Linked DNA regions of Sus scrofa: all the other regions are linked to region 4. A link is a contact called in public HiChIP or PLAC-seq and promoter capture Hi-C data. All regions are on one chromosome and are shown on one strand. Each heading gives the region's core, a stretch centred on a gene start, on an enhancer-like site or on the middle of the called end of the contact. The rest is flanking DNA. Distances are from core to core; before and after follow the strand shown. Region 1 overlaps DYRK1A (dual specificity tyrosine-phosphorylation-regulated kinase 1A). Region 2 overlaps DYRK1A (dual specificity tyrosine-phosphorylation-regulated kinase 1A). Region 3 holds the start of DSCR3 (Down syndrome critical region protein 3). Region 4 holds the start of DYRK1A (dual specificity tyrosine-phosphorylation-regulated kinase 1A).

Region 1 (2,700 bases), core at 96-2,595, 67 kb after region 4:
CTGTATTTTGGTATCTTTCATTTCCTCTCCATGAAAACAGAAGAGAACTCTCACTGAAGCCAGAGAAGCTACTCCAGTTTCCTGAAAGTTTTTTATTTTATATGAAATAGAGCAACTGATTAGGATCACAAATTCCCTACAGTTTTTTTTTAATTAAAAGGAAAGAGTAAGGAGATGAATAATATTTCTGCAGACAATGAGAGCATTTCAGAAAGAAATGTTCATAAAACAAATGAAAACTGTCACCTAATGTTTCTAAACAAACCCAAAGAAATTTGGAAAATGATACAAGTATGGAAGAGCAATATAAATCCGAATAAGGAGATCTTAGAAATATAACTCAGGAAAGGAGAAGTAAAAGAAAAATGGTTAAAATAAATGAAGCCTAGGAGATCCGACTGTGGTGCAACAAGATCAGCGGCATCTCTGCAGCACCAGGACGAAGGTTTGATTTCTGGCCTTGCACACGGGGTTAAAGGATCCCGCATCGCTGCAGCTGCGATGTGGGTCGAAGCGGAGGCTCAGATCTAATTCCTGGTCCGGGAACTCCATGTGCCTCGGGGGACCAAAAAAGAAAAAAAGGGCGGGAAAGAAGCCTAAACTAGAAAGGTACACAAGAGTGAAAAAACCCAAAGAAAATTTCTTCAGAGAAACAGAAGATAAATCAGAAGAATTTAAACAAGAAAGAATTGAAGAACAATAAACTTTTTAGAGAAAGTGACATTTACTAAATGGAGGCAAAGAAATTTCAGTGAAGAAATAAAGCAATGAAACTTCATTAATTCTAATAATCGTAACTCAAATAAATTTTCTGACATTAAAAAAAGGTTTGCCATTACATTTGGAGAGGGCATGTTGTATACTTGGATAAATTGATGCAGAAATGCTCAACATGCAGACAACCTCTTTAAACATTATTGAACTTTAAAAGAAAGTTCCTGGGGTATCTAGGCAAAGACCCAAGTCTCTAAGGGGAAGAATAGTAGGTTGTCTGGTTTTGATACGTGTCTTATGGTAGAAGCTGTAGAATAACATCTAATATATGCAAGGAAGAGAGAGCCAGGAGTTTTATATCCAGCTAAATTGAAGTATAAAGACAGCAGACAAAATGTTATGAACATGAGTATGCATTAGGCTGTTGTTTTTTTGAGCACTTGTTAAGGAATCTACCGAAGAATAAACTTTGGCAACTGGAGAGACTGCAGGAACATTGATAAAAGGGGAGAGTTAGAGATACCTGTGCAACTGAAACTCGGTGAGGCTTGCGGGTGGGTGTAATGTATAATGGCTGGAATCTCTGCAATGAGGAGACAGTACACAGCAAAACAAGTAGAATGAAGTTTCTTATTGGCTCATAGTTACTAATGGGAAGTAAAAGAATATTACATCAGATCAGATGGTTGGAGAAGAGGGAAGGGAAGGGGAAAAAGTTCCTATTTAAATTTCAGTGGTGTTCCTAAATAGGGGGATCAGTAGGTTATTACACCCCTTCACCCCAGACCTTAATGAAAAAATAGGAAAATAGAAGGGATTTGGGTAACCGTGAGAACTAAATACAAAGCTCCAGATCTCACTTCATTCAGGGAATAGGAAGCATAATAGTAATAAAACCGCACAGTGTAGTTCGGAGTGCATACACAGCACATGCCTGATACATACATGTACGCTGTTGTTATTATTTCTGTTGCCTCCCCACTCAGTTGCTATTTCCGTACTGTTCGTGTGTATTTGGGGCTTGTATTTTCTTTTCTTTTTTTTTTTTTCGTCCTTTTAGGGCTGCACCCACGGCCTATGGAGGAGGTTCCCAGTTTAGGGGTCTAATTGGAGCTCTTGTTGCCGGCCTACACCACAGCTCACAGCAACGCCGGATCCTTAACCCACTGAGGTAGGCCAGAGATCAAACCTGCAACCTCATGGTTGCTAGTCGGATTTGTTTCTGCTGCGCCATGACCGGGAACTCCTGGATTATATTTTCTTAAACTTCCTCTTTGATAATTTGGCATGTCGTCTCAAATCACATGTTAATGTCTCACATTTCATCAGAAATACAGTTAATTCAAATTCATCTTATTTATACCTAATTTAAAATTTGTGTGGAAGCACTTTTATTTATTAGGCATTGGAATTATGCTGAATTTTTCTGCTTATTGGAATTATTCAGGCAGGATTTATTTGCAGAAGCATGTTAGGGAAAATGTGACAGGTAAAGTTTTTTTTTTCTGGGAACCAAGTTACAATTTTTGTCATATTGATATATTTGAGATGACTGTCTAACATCTATTTTTACATAACACTAGTAGAAAAAGATTTTGTTACAGTTACGCAAATAAATTTATTTATTATGGCCGCACCCATGGCATATGGGCATATGGAATTGAGTCCGAGCCACAGCTGTGACCTTTGCTGCACCTGCGACAACACCAGATCCTACAACCCACTGGGCCGATCCAGGGATCGAACCAGCAGTGCCACAGAAACAAGCCAGATCATTGACCCCTGTGCTACAGTGGCAACTCCGCAAGTTTATTATCGAAAGAGATCTGAAATACTTGAGTTCTCCCTCTTTTCCGTTAAATAAATCATGAAATGTAATTTTTTTTCTTTTTGAGAGCAAGGACTTTTTCCTATCCTTCACCTTTTATATGTGTATTTGAATGTTCTTTGACATATTTGCATATCAAAAATTTATGCATTTTATGA
Region 2 (2,700 bases), core at 176-2,675, 120 kb after region 4:
GTCCCCCGCCTAGGAACTTCCATATACCTCAGGTGCAGCCATTTGAAAAAAAAAAAAAAAAAAATTGAAAAAATGTTAATGTAAATTAACCATGCCGATCATTCTTACATTCAAACTATAGATTTCAGCAGTTTTCCATAAGATGGGTAGTACAAAATGAATAAATGCTGAAACCTCTCAGTACACATACATACGTGTGCACGTGTGCGTGCGTGTGTGTGTGTGTGTGTGTGTTTACTAGCTTTAACTGCATCCATTCTGTTGATTTCTGGTGCGGGGAGAATTTTTTTTACTAGCTGTAGTTGTGGTAAAGTTTCTGTGCCCATTGAGGCCATGTGATGAGTGCTGAAAATGGCAATTTTTCCCATGTACTTAGGAATTTGGCTTGTCATTGTTCATTTAGGTCTTTTAATATGAACCAAAACTTGGAAAATATCAAGGTATTTCTATATTGGTTTATTTAAAGGAAATGTTTTTTCTCTAATTCAATAATACGTGGTTTTAGTGAGCTGTTGGCTGCAGTTAAGTAGCATTATTTGCGTACACCCTTGTATGTATTTTCGTAAGACTGTCAATAGTTGAGCGGAGTTTACATTGATAAAGTGTATATAGCACATGAATAACATTCACAGTTAAATAGTAAGATAAATTATGGTGGGTCTTAAGAATTTGTTTTATGCAGTAAATTGAGAAGTTGTATGTTTGAGAATTGAGCAGTTGGTCAGAATTGGAAAGCATTTAATCATGTACTGGAAGAAAGCTCTGGATGTCCAAACAGTAGTGATAGCACATGACTCGTTTGCATTGTATTTTTAAGAGAAAAAGATTTGGGTTCATTTTCCCGCTTGTTCAAAAGCAGCCTGTCAGGCAGGATGCCTGTTTTCAGTCTCTTTTACAACCGAAGGGACTGAGCTCCTGTTAGTGACTCTCCAAGACTGTAAGCTGCAGTCTCGGGGGGCCTGGCCCAGGCAGGCTTCTTTCTGCTTTCTTTCTGCTCATCAGTTCTAACACCTGGTGTCTATACGGAGGGCGAGGGAAAAAATCCAGAACTTTAAGGTCCTTGTTATGGTTATATGATTGTAGGAGGTAATTTAGTTAGCAAGGTACCTATTTTTAGGTACAACTAACATCTTATTTGTGGATTATTTATTTTCAAATAAGAGATAAATTACTTAGTGTTTCCATTTTAAGCTGTAAAATATTTTTAAAGTCTCACATAATGTAAAAGGACTTTAAGAAGTAATATTCAGCCGGATATTTCTAACAGACTCCAAAGATTTCTGAACCTAATAAGCTAGTCAGATTAAAAGCTGTCTTAAAACTGCTGTCTAAAGCACTAAAACTGTGAGCTGACACAGAGGGGTCTGCTAGTCATAAGACATGGACTCCAGGTCTTGACTCATGATCTTGGTGTGTGGCTTGAGTCGGGTCACAGAGCCTCTTCTGTCAGTTCTGGAATGTATGATTATGCTTAGACTAGAACTCCCAAGTATACTGTCTAGCTCTAAACTCCTGGAATTTTATTATTTGATTTCCATTGCTGCTTCTTAATCACCCTATCAGTGTCTTTAAATAAGTCTTATGTACAAGTAAATTGAAATGAGCTAACTTTAACATTTTATTTCTTGTAGTTAATCTTTCTCGTATGAGTGTTACATGTAAATTTAAAACAGTTTTCAAAAGATAAAATGTATTTGGAGTAAGTGTAGGAAAGTATGATCGGATGTTTGAAATGCTTTTCTAGTTTTCCCAGTACCTTTCACGGTTCTTAAAGCATGTGCTCTGTCCAGCTTCACGCATAGCTCTCAGGAGAGCAAGAAAGGGAGGTGTCAGGGTCCTCATGCACTGAGATGAGTGGTGATGTGAGGTAAACATAAAATGGGTAGGGTCGGTGTTATTAAACTAGAAAACAGTCTTTTAATAAAGTCCTAGCACATGGTGAATCTTTTCAAGAAAAGATAAAAGATTGTTTTTAGCTCCTGCAACTTACAGAGGTTCCCAGGCTAGGGGTCAGATCCGAGCTACAGCTGCCAACCTACACCACAGCCACAGCAACGCTAGATCTAAGCCGAGTCTGTAACCTACACCCCAGCTTTCGAGGCCAGGGGTTGACTCCACATCCTCATGGATACTAGTTGGATTCAAAATTGGTTGAGCCACAGGGGGAACTGTCTCCTGCCTGTTGTTGGGTTTTGTTTGTTTGTTTGTTTGGTTTTTTGCTTTAAGATCTGTGTCTTTCCCCAGAAAGTTCCCTTAATTAGGAGCATTTGGGGGTGTGTGGTTTTTCTTGGCTCCCAGAACCAGTAGGAGGATAGCTCAACAAGTTCCCTTTTGCAAGTGAGGACACTGGGGACTGGGGGGTGTCGTGGAGGGGAACTGGCTCCCTGCCACAGCATGGTGAGCTCCTGGGTCCTATGTACACTGGGTTTTTCACCCAGCTGTGAAAGGGAAGAAGGGACCTCGCCACCTTACATTCTTCTGACTTTGTGAGAAGTTGAAAGTGGACAAAGCATCAAATGCATAGGACTGGTCTGAGTCCTGGTATAGATTTATGACTGAGTGTGTATTTGGCAAAGTTGTTTTCTAATTCTGGATTTGAGCTTATGGCGCCACAACAGTGAAAAATGGACAGTTTGGTTTACCTAATACAAAATGACAAAGTTAGTGGAGAAAATGTTATTTAGTTTATGGAAATTGATT
Region 3 (2,700 bases), core at 172-2,671, 82 kb before region 4:
TTTGCATTCCCCTTAGAAGTGAGGAACGGGGCGTTTGGTCTCCGAGCTCCTCCGCCCTCAGTGGTCACTTAACAGCTCTAGCCCGCGGGCCCAAAGCCGAGCTGCACGGTCAAGGGGCCGCAAGCTTAGCGTTGGAGACCTAGCGCCAGCACCTCGGCCCTGCGCGGCTCCCAGCCGCGGAAGCAATTCCGGCGTGGACCGCTCGAACGGCAACCAACCGCACTAGCGAGACCGACCTGGCGGGAATGCAGCTGGCCGGGACGCACCTGGCCGGGATGCACCTGGAGGCGCGCCTCGCCCGGCCCAGGAAAGCCCAGAAATGCGCCGGACCTCGGAGACAACAGAACCTGCAGGCCCGTCCACCCCACTTACCCCGGCGTGATACACCTTGTTTGCTCTTTTAATCTTAATGTCCAGAGTGGTCCCCATCTCGAATAATCCGCTTCGGGCGCCACTTCCTGCTGCGCGTGACCAGAGGATAGAGAGCCGACACGCCCTTCCACCCGGAGCCCCGCCCCTTTCTCCTGTCCGCCGGCAGTTGCGTCACGTGACCTCGCGCCGGACGTAGCGTCGCCTCCCCGGCCTTCCTCCTTCCGGTGCAGGGGCGGGCCTTAGCGCAGGCCGAGGGGTTGTCACTTCTCGCCCCGCCCTCGCTGGGCGTGAGGGCGGGACCGAACTAACCCCTCCTTTTCCGTAAGACAGTCGTAACACCGGAAATACCCTGCTCCTCGCCCGTTTCCTAGAGGGAGGGGGAAACCCGGCTCTCCCGGCGTGCCCCGCGGCGGGGGGCGGTGCCGAGGAGGTGTCGCCGGGGCAGCCTGTTCTGTGGCTGAAGCTCCCGTCAGGCTGTGCGGCGCGAGGAGTCGCTGCGCTATTGAGTTGGCTTTAGGGCGGTGATAACTGAGAGTGCCTTCCCTTCCGATCGCCTTTTTCTCGTTGACTTTCGACTTCCCCGCTTTCTTCCGGGGGCACTGAGGGCGAAGGCCTCATGTCCGTTCCGGGCCGGGTGGTCCTCCCTGCCCTTTCCGCGGCCCCGCACTCCCAGCCGGCAAAGAAGCGAGGAACGGCTCTCCCGTCCCCACCACCGGGCCCGGGGCCAAGGTCTTGGGGAGCGCGAGTGACCTCGACCGCCCCGCGGGAGCCGCGGGGGCTTGTGGGTACTCCCCCGGCGCGCGCCCTGGAACGGGGTGTTGAATATTCATATTCGTGCGCAGATTGTGGGGAAGCGCCGCTGGCAGGCCCTGGGTCCCGGCAGTGCCTGGAAATGAAAACGTCAGACCTGAGACGCACGTCGTCGTCTTTTTATTCCCAGCAAGAGTGGCTAGATAAACACAAGAAATACATTGCTTTCTGGAAAGATTGCCTCCAGGCAGGGCAGCAGTACGGTGCTAAGCAACACACTACGTTTATTGAAATAAAATCCTTTGTCGGTGTTTTAAACAAGGACTTTTCCAGTAAGAAGTAAATTTTTAATTGTTTTGATAACTAAATATAGTGAAGTGCTTTTTGTTTTTTAAAAATTCTTTGATTCTGGTATTTATTTTTTTTCGACTTTTACCTTTTAAGATTTTTGTCTTTTATAGTTGACGATATTTGTTTTTAAAGTGCTTTACTTGTAGGGTTACAAGAGAATTTTTCCACAATTTCCTGAGTTAGTATCACGAGTGCCTGTCTCTTGAGAATTTATTTTACAGGACAACAGTGATAGTGCTATAGCTACAGTAGCTTTTGAAGGTTGATACATGGATATTTCCCAATAATCAGGTCTCAGTTTTCAGCTCCTCTCTGGCCTCAGGGCTTCCCTCTCAGTCTGGGATAGCTTCCTGGCAACTCAAACGCAGCAATGCTAAAACAATTCATTAGGGACTTAATAATCACAGCCTGCTCTGCAATTCCAGAAGTGGATCCCTCGCCATCAAACCCATCATTTCTTAAAAACAAACAAACAAACAAACCAAAAACGGTGAAATACCAATCTTGGTAGACAATGCAGGAAACAGGAAAAGAAACACCTTACAAGAATCCACATTCTAAGCTTGATTGCTTCAACAAACCTGCTTTATACTTATTTTGCAACAGAACGTTTCTTGTTCTTCCAGGACAAGTGTGCTGTATTTCACTCATTTGTGTAGGTTGCACACAATCTATATGGAATGCTGGTGCACTGCAAAGAGCTTTATTTCCAAGCTATTATCGCTGTAATCAGTTTGTTGAGCCGTCTCTATGGGATGGATTCCAAATGGAAGAACAGTCCATTTTTCTCCAGCACTTCCCTTTTGAATCTTTTCTAGCCCTTACCACACCTTAGGTGATACTGGGACATTCTGGTCAATTTCATTACTAAAAATCAAACTCTGTCAAAGTGTCAGTCTCCTGGCTTGAGTGGGACCCTAGATCCTTAGTGATGGTGCAAAGGTGCAATTCATGGTTCTGGCTCTCACACTGTGTTCTCCACAAGGCCCGCTACCTCCTTCTGTTCCTTCCCCTGCCTTCTTCTAGAGATTGAGAAGGAGAGGATTGAGAAGGTATTTCACGGAAGCAGGGCTAGATCAGCTTTTAGTGTCCAGCTGCAACTGTAGGCATCTTTTGATAGAAGATGGGGTCCCGTGTTGTTTTTCGCTGTGAGTTTCACGCCCTTTCTGGGACAGGAAGAGAGGCCCTACTAAGCATCTTTTAGAGGATGCTGTGATGCTCTGGCCA
Region 4 (2,700 bases), core at 184-2,683:
TTCTATTACTGCTTGGCTCAAGAATCTGCTTTGCCCTCCACTAGAATCTTCTAGATTGACTTGACAAGGGCATATTTCTTGAAACATTATCATGTTCTTTTTAGGTTATCTAGAAGATTAATTACGCAAGTTCCCTTCATGACCAGCAATAAAAAAAATGGACTGGGGGAGAGGGAGGGAGTGGGGTGGGTTGGGGAGCTTGGGGTTAATAGATACAAACTATTGCCTTTGGAATGGATTAGCAATGAGATCCTGCAGTGTAGCACTGGGAACTATGTCCAGTCACTTATGATGGAGCATGATAATGTGAGAAAATAGAATGTGTACATGTATGTGTAACTGGGTCACCATGCTGTACAGTAGAAAAAAATTATATTGGGGGAAATAATTCTTAAAAATAATAAAAATATATATTAAAAAAAACGGACTCAAATTTAACTTGGTGTTAAAGGTTGCAAATGCTTAAGGGTCCTGAGAGAAGTGAAACTGCCTGAACAGGATGGGGGTGGGGAGCAGGGAGAAGAGAAAGAAGCAGGAGGGAGGAGGTGGCAGTGTAAGCTGGGGAGCCGTCAAGATATCAGCCTCTTACCCCAGCAGGGACGCTTTTGGCCACTTCCTCCTGTTTAAGATGATGCAATGTAAATCCAGGTTGTAGTTAATTTAACAGAAAATAAACTGGAAATTAAACCACCACCCTAACTCCCCCCCACCAGAAAACAATCAAGTTGAATGTGGACTTTAATTACATTAGCAGGGCAATTTTGAAAGTCCAAAAAAACTCTTGATAGTCATGGCAGTTTGTGATACCATGAGAATCGGTCTAAGCTATTGGCCTACTTTTTGCCTAATTTATCTAAAGTTTAGTCTGTTTTCTTTCACGGTCTGTGCTAATTTCAATGGATGCCTTAGTAAATCAAGGTTCCAGTAGCCAGAGAAGAGAAACATTTATTGGAAACACTCGTGTCTTTCCTTGAGTCATAGAGGATTGAGCTCAGTATTTACTGTGGGGTTGTTTTTCTTTACTGGTATCTGCTGCTGCTTTACTTGTGAACAGTCCAAGCTTAAGACAAAATTGATACGAACACTATCATAAGATGGCAAAATCAAGCTTAGAAATCAATCAATAAATTAGGGACTTGGTGTAAAATAATATCCATAGTATCCTTTTTGGCAAAGATTAAATGCCATTTTACTAGGAATGGTACAAAATACAATTTTTAGCCAGTGGCTGTCTACTGATTACAAAGTAGCCAGTACAGCATGGCTACTTCCATACCTAGGTTTCAATGCCGAGAGAGAACACCTAGTAATATTCAGCCAGCCAGAGGGGTAGACAGAATAAAGATAAACGAAAGCGAGACTATTAATCAAGAATTGTGGGCGAATTAAAAATCTGGAAACTGAAATGGTGCATGAGAAAGAAAATCAGGGAGTTGGACAACGATACGGTATAGCCTAAGACGATTAATTTTAGGGGCATTCCGATGGAGAAGGAAGACTGCCTGAAAGGTGGGGAGGGGTTTGAAATCGGTGGGAAAGCCCGGCTGAGCATGCACAGCCTAAAAAAGTTTGTATGATGGCTCCGTCCATGATTTCTGAACGCTGGCACTGGCCGCAGCAAAAAGCCGAGTGACATGATTTAATCAAGGTGTCAGCCGCAGGGGCATCCCGGATTCGGGCGAAGCGTCCGGAATTCCTGAGATGTCTGAAACGCGGAGGCGGCCTCTTCCCCACCCCCCACCGCGGCCTCCGTGGGCATTTTCCGGCGAGGGGGGCACGCGGGGCCTTCCAAGAACAGTTTAAACGCGCGGACGTGCGCTGCCGGCGCGGTCCCCGGGGATGCAGGTGAGAGTCCCCAGCGCGGGCGCACCGGAGTGGGCTTCCTGGGTCCCCGCGCGGCCGCAGAGCCCGGCCCCCTCCCCCCGGCGCGGGCGGGGCTGCGGGCGCACGACGCGGAAGCGCGGGGCTCCGGGGGCGGCGGCGCGGAGGCCGCGCGCGCTCTCCGGGCCGCAGTCGGCGCGGGCGGCGCGGGCGCGGCGGGCGCGGGGCGGGGCGCGGCCGGGAGGCCCTGGGCGCTGGAGCACAGGCCGGCCGCCGCCTCGCCCCCCTTCCTCCGCCCTCTCCCTCCCTCGGCCCGGCCGTCCCCCTCCTCTCCCCTCCCCCGAGCGAATCACGCGCCCTCCTCTGACACTCGTAGCGGGCCTGAGCTCCGAATTTATCCTTCACGTGACCTGAGGGGGTTGGGTGGTTGGTTGGGGACGGAGGGGGAGAGGGAAAGGAGGGAACGGAATCTGCCGTTGCCCGAGCAACAGGCCCCGCCCGCCGGCTTGGGGCCGGGGGGCGGGAGGAGGACGTCAGCACGTCAGCCGGGGTTTTGCGTTTTGATTGACAGTTGCTATAGCGACCGGGTCGGTCCGTCGCCATTTTGTTGGTTGGTTTTTTTTTAAACCCTTTCGCTTCCCGCCCGAATAATAATAAAAAGCCCCATTGGAGTGAGGCGGGGGTGGCGGCGGCAAGAGCGGCGGGGGGATCCGGGGAGACTGCTGCCGTCGCTGCTGCTGATCGCGGCCCAGGTCGGGCTCAGGGAGCGGACACCCCGAGCGGGGGGTGCGGGCGCCGCCGCCGCCGCCGCTTCTGCTGCTGCTGTTCCTGCTGCTGCTGTTGGTGCCGCTGCCGCCGCCGGCGAGCGGGCGGGACCGG

Evidence for each region. Promoter capture Hi-C pulls out the DNA fragments that hold promoters and counts their contacts. HiChIP or PLAC-seq counts read pairs in DNA pulled down with a chosen protein or histone mark.
Region 1: an H3K27ac HiChIP or PLAC-seq map of alveolar macrophages shows a contact between it and region 4. The contact joins the enhancer-like site here to the promoter of DYRK1A in region 4. A contact is called at or near these places in 3 of 5 promoter capture datasets (fetal liver and liver), 5 of 47 Hi-C or Micro-C datasets (blood, embryonic fibroblasts, fetal liver and 2 more) and 2 of 2 datasets of contacts at active chromatin or transcription factors (alveolar macrophages and skeletal muscle).
Region 2: an H3K27ac HiChIP or PLAC-seq map of alveolar macrophages shows a contact between it and region 4. The contact joins the enhancer-like site here to the promoter of DYRK1A in region 4. A contact is called at or near these places in 2 of 5 promoter capture datasets (both in liver), 3 of 47 Hi-C or Micro-C datasets (embryonic fibroblasts, fetal heart ventricle and retroperitoneal adipose tissue) and 2 of 2 datasets of contacts at active chromatin or transcription factors (alveolar macrophages and skeletal muscle).
Region 3: a contact with region 4 is called in a promoter capture Hi-C map of liver, with 9 times the contacts expected there. The contact joins the promoter of DSCR3 here to the promoter of DYRK1A in region 4. A contact is called at or near these places in 3 of 5 promoter capture datasets (fetal liver, fetal skeletal muscle and liver), 24 of 47 Hi-C or Micro-C datasets (alveolar macrophages, blood, brain and 15 more) and 2 of 2 datasets of contacts at active chromatin or transcription factors (alveolar macrophages and skeletal muscle).

The regions. Positions count from the first base shown.
Region 1 is chr13:201,074,221-201,076,920 of Sscrofa11.1, forward strand. All of the region lies in intron 2 of DYRK1A (dual specificity tyrosine-phosphorylation-regulated kinase 1A), which reads left to right. Among named protein-coding and RNA genes, the nearest start is that of DYRK1A, 67 kb to the left of the region's middle. Within about 2 kb of position 1,346, at least 1 of the 83 cell types and tissues checked has an H3K27ac peak or open chromatin away from gene starts, as enhancers often do. A contact at or near this core is called in alveolar macrophages, where this site is marked.
Region 2 is chr13:201,122,581-201,125,280 of Sscrofa11.1, forward strand. All of the region lies in intron 3 of DYRK1A (dual specificity tyrosine-phosphorylation-regulated kinase 1A), which reads left to right. Among named protein-coding and RNA genes, the nearest start is that of DYRK1A, 120 kb to the left of the region's middle. Within about 2 kb of position 1,426, at least 7 of the 83 cell types and tissues checked have an H3K27ac peak or open chromatin away from gene starts, as enhancers often do. A contact at or near this core is called in alveolar macrophages and embryonic fibroblasts, where this site is marked.
Region 3 is chr13:200,925,583-200,928,282 of Sscrofa11.1, forward strand. DSCR3 (Down syndrome critical region protein 3) reads right to left here and starts at 1,422. Exons shown (of 7, transcript XM_005670333.3): 1 at 373-1,422. The coding sequence starts at 429.
Region 4 is chr13:201,007,073-201,009,772 of Sscrofa11.1, forward strand. DYRK1A (dual specificity tyrosine-phosphorylation-regulated kinase 1A) reads left to right here and starts at 1,434. Exons shown (of 12, transcript XM_005670334.3): 1 at 1,434-1,845.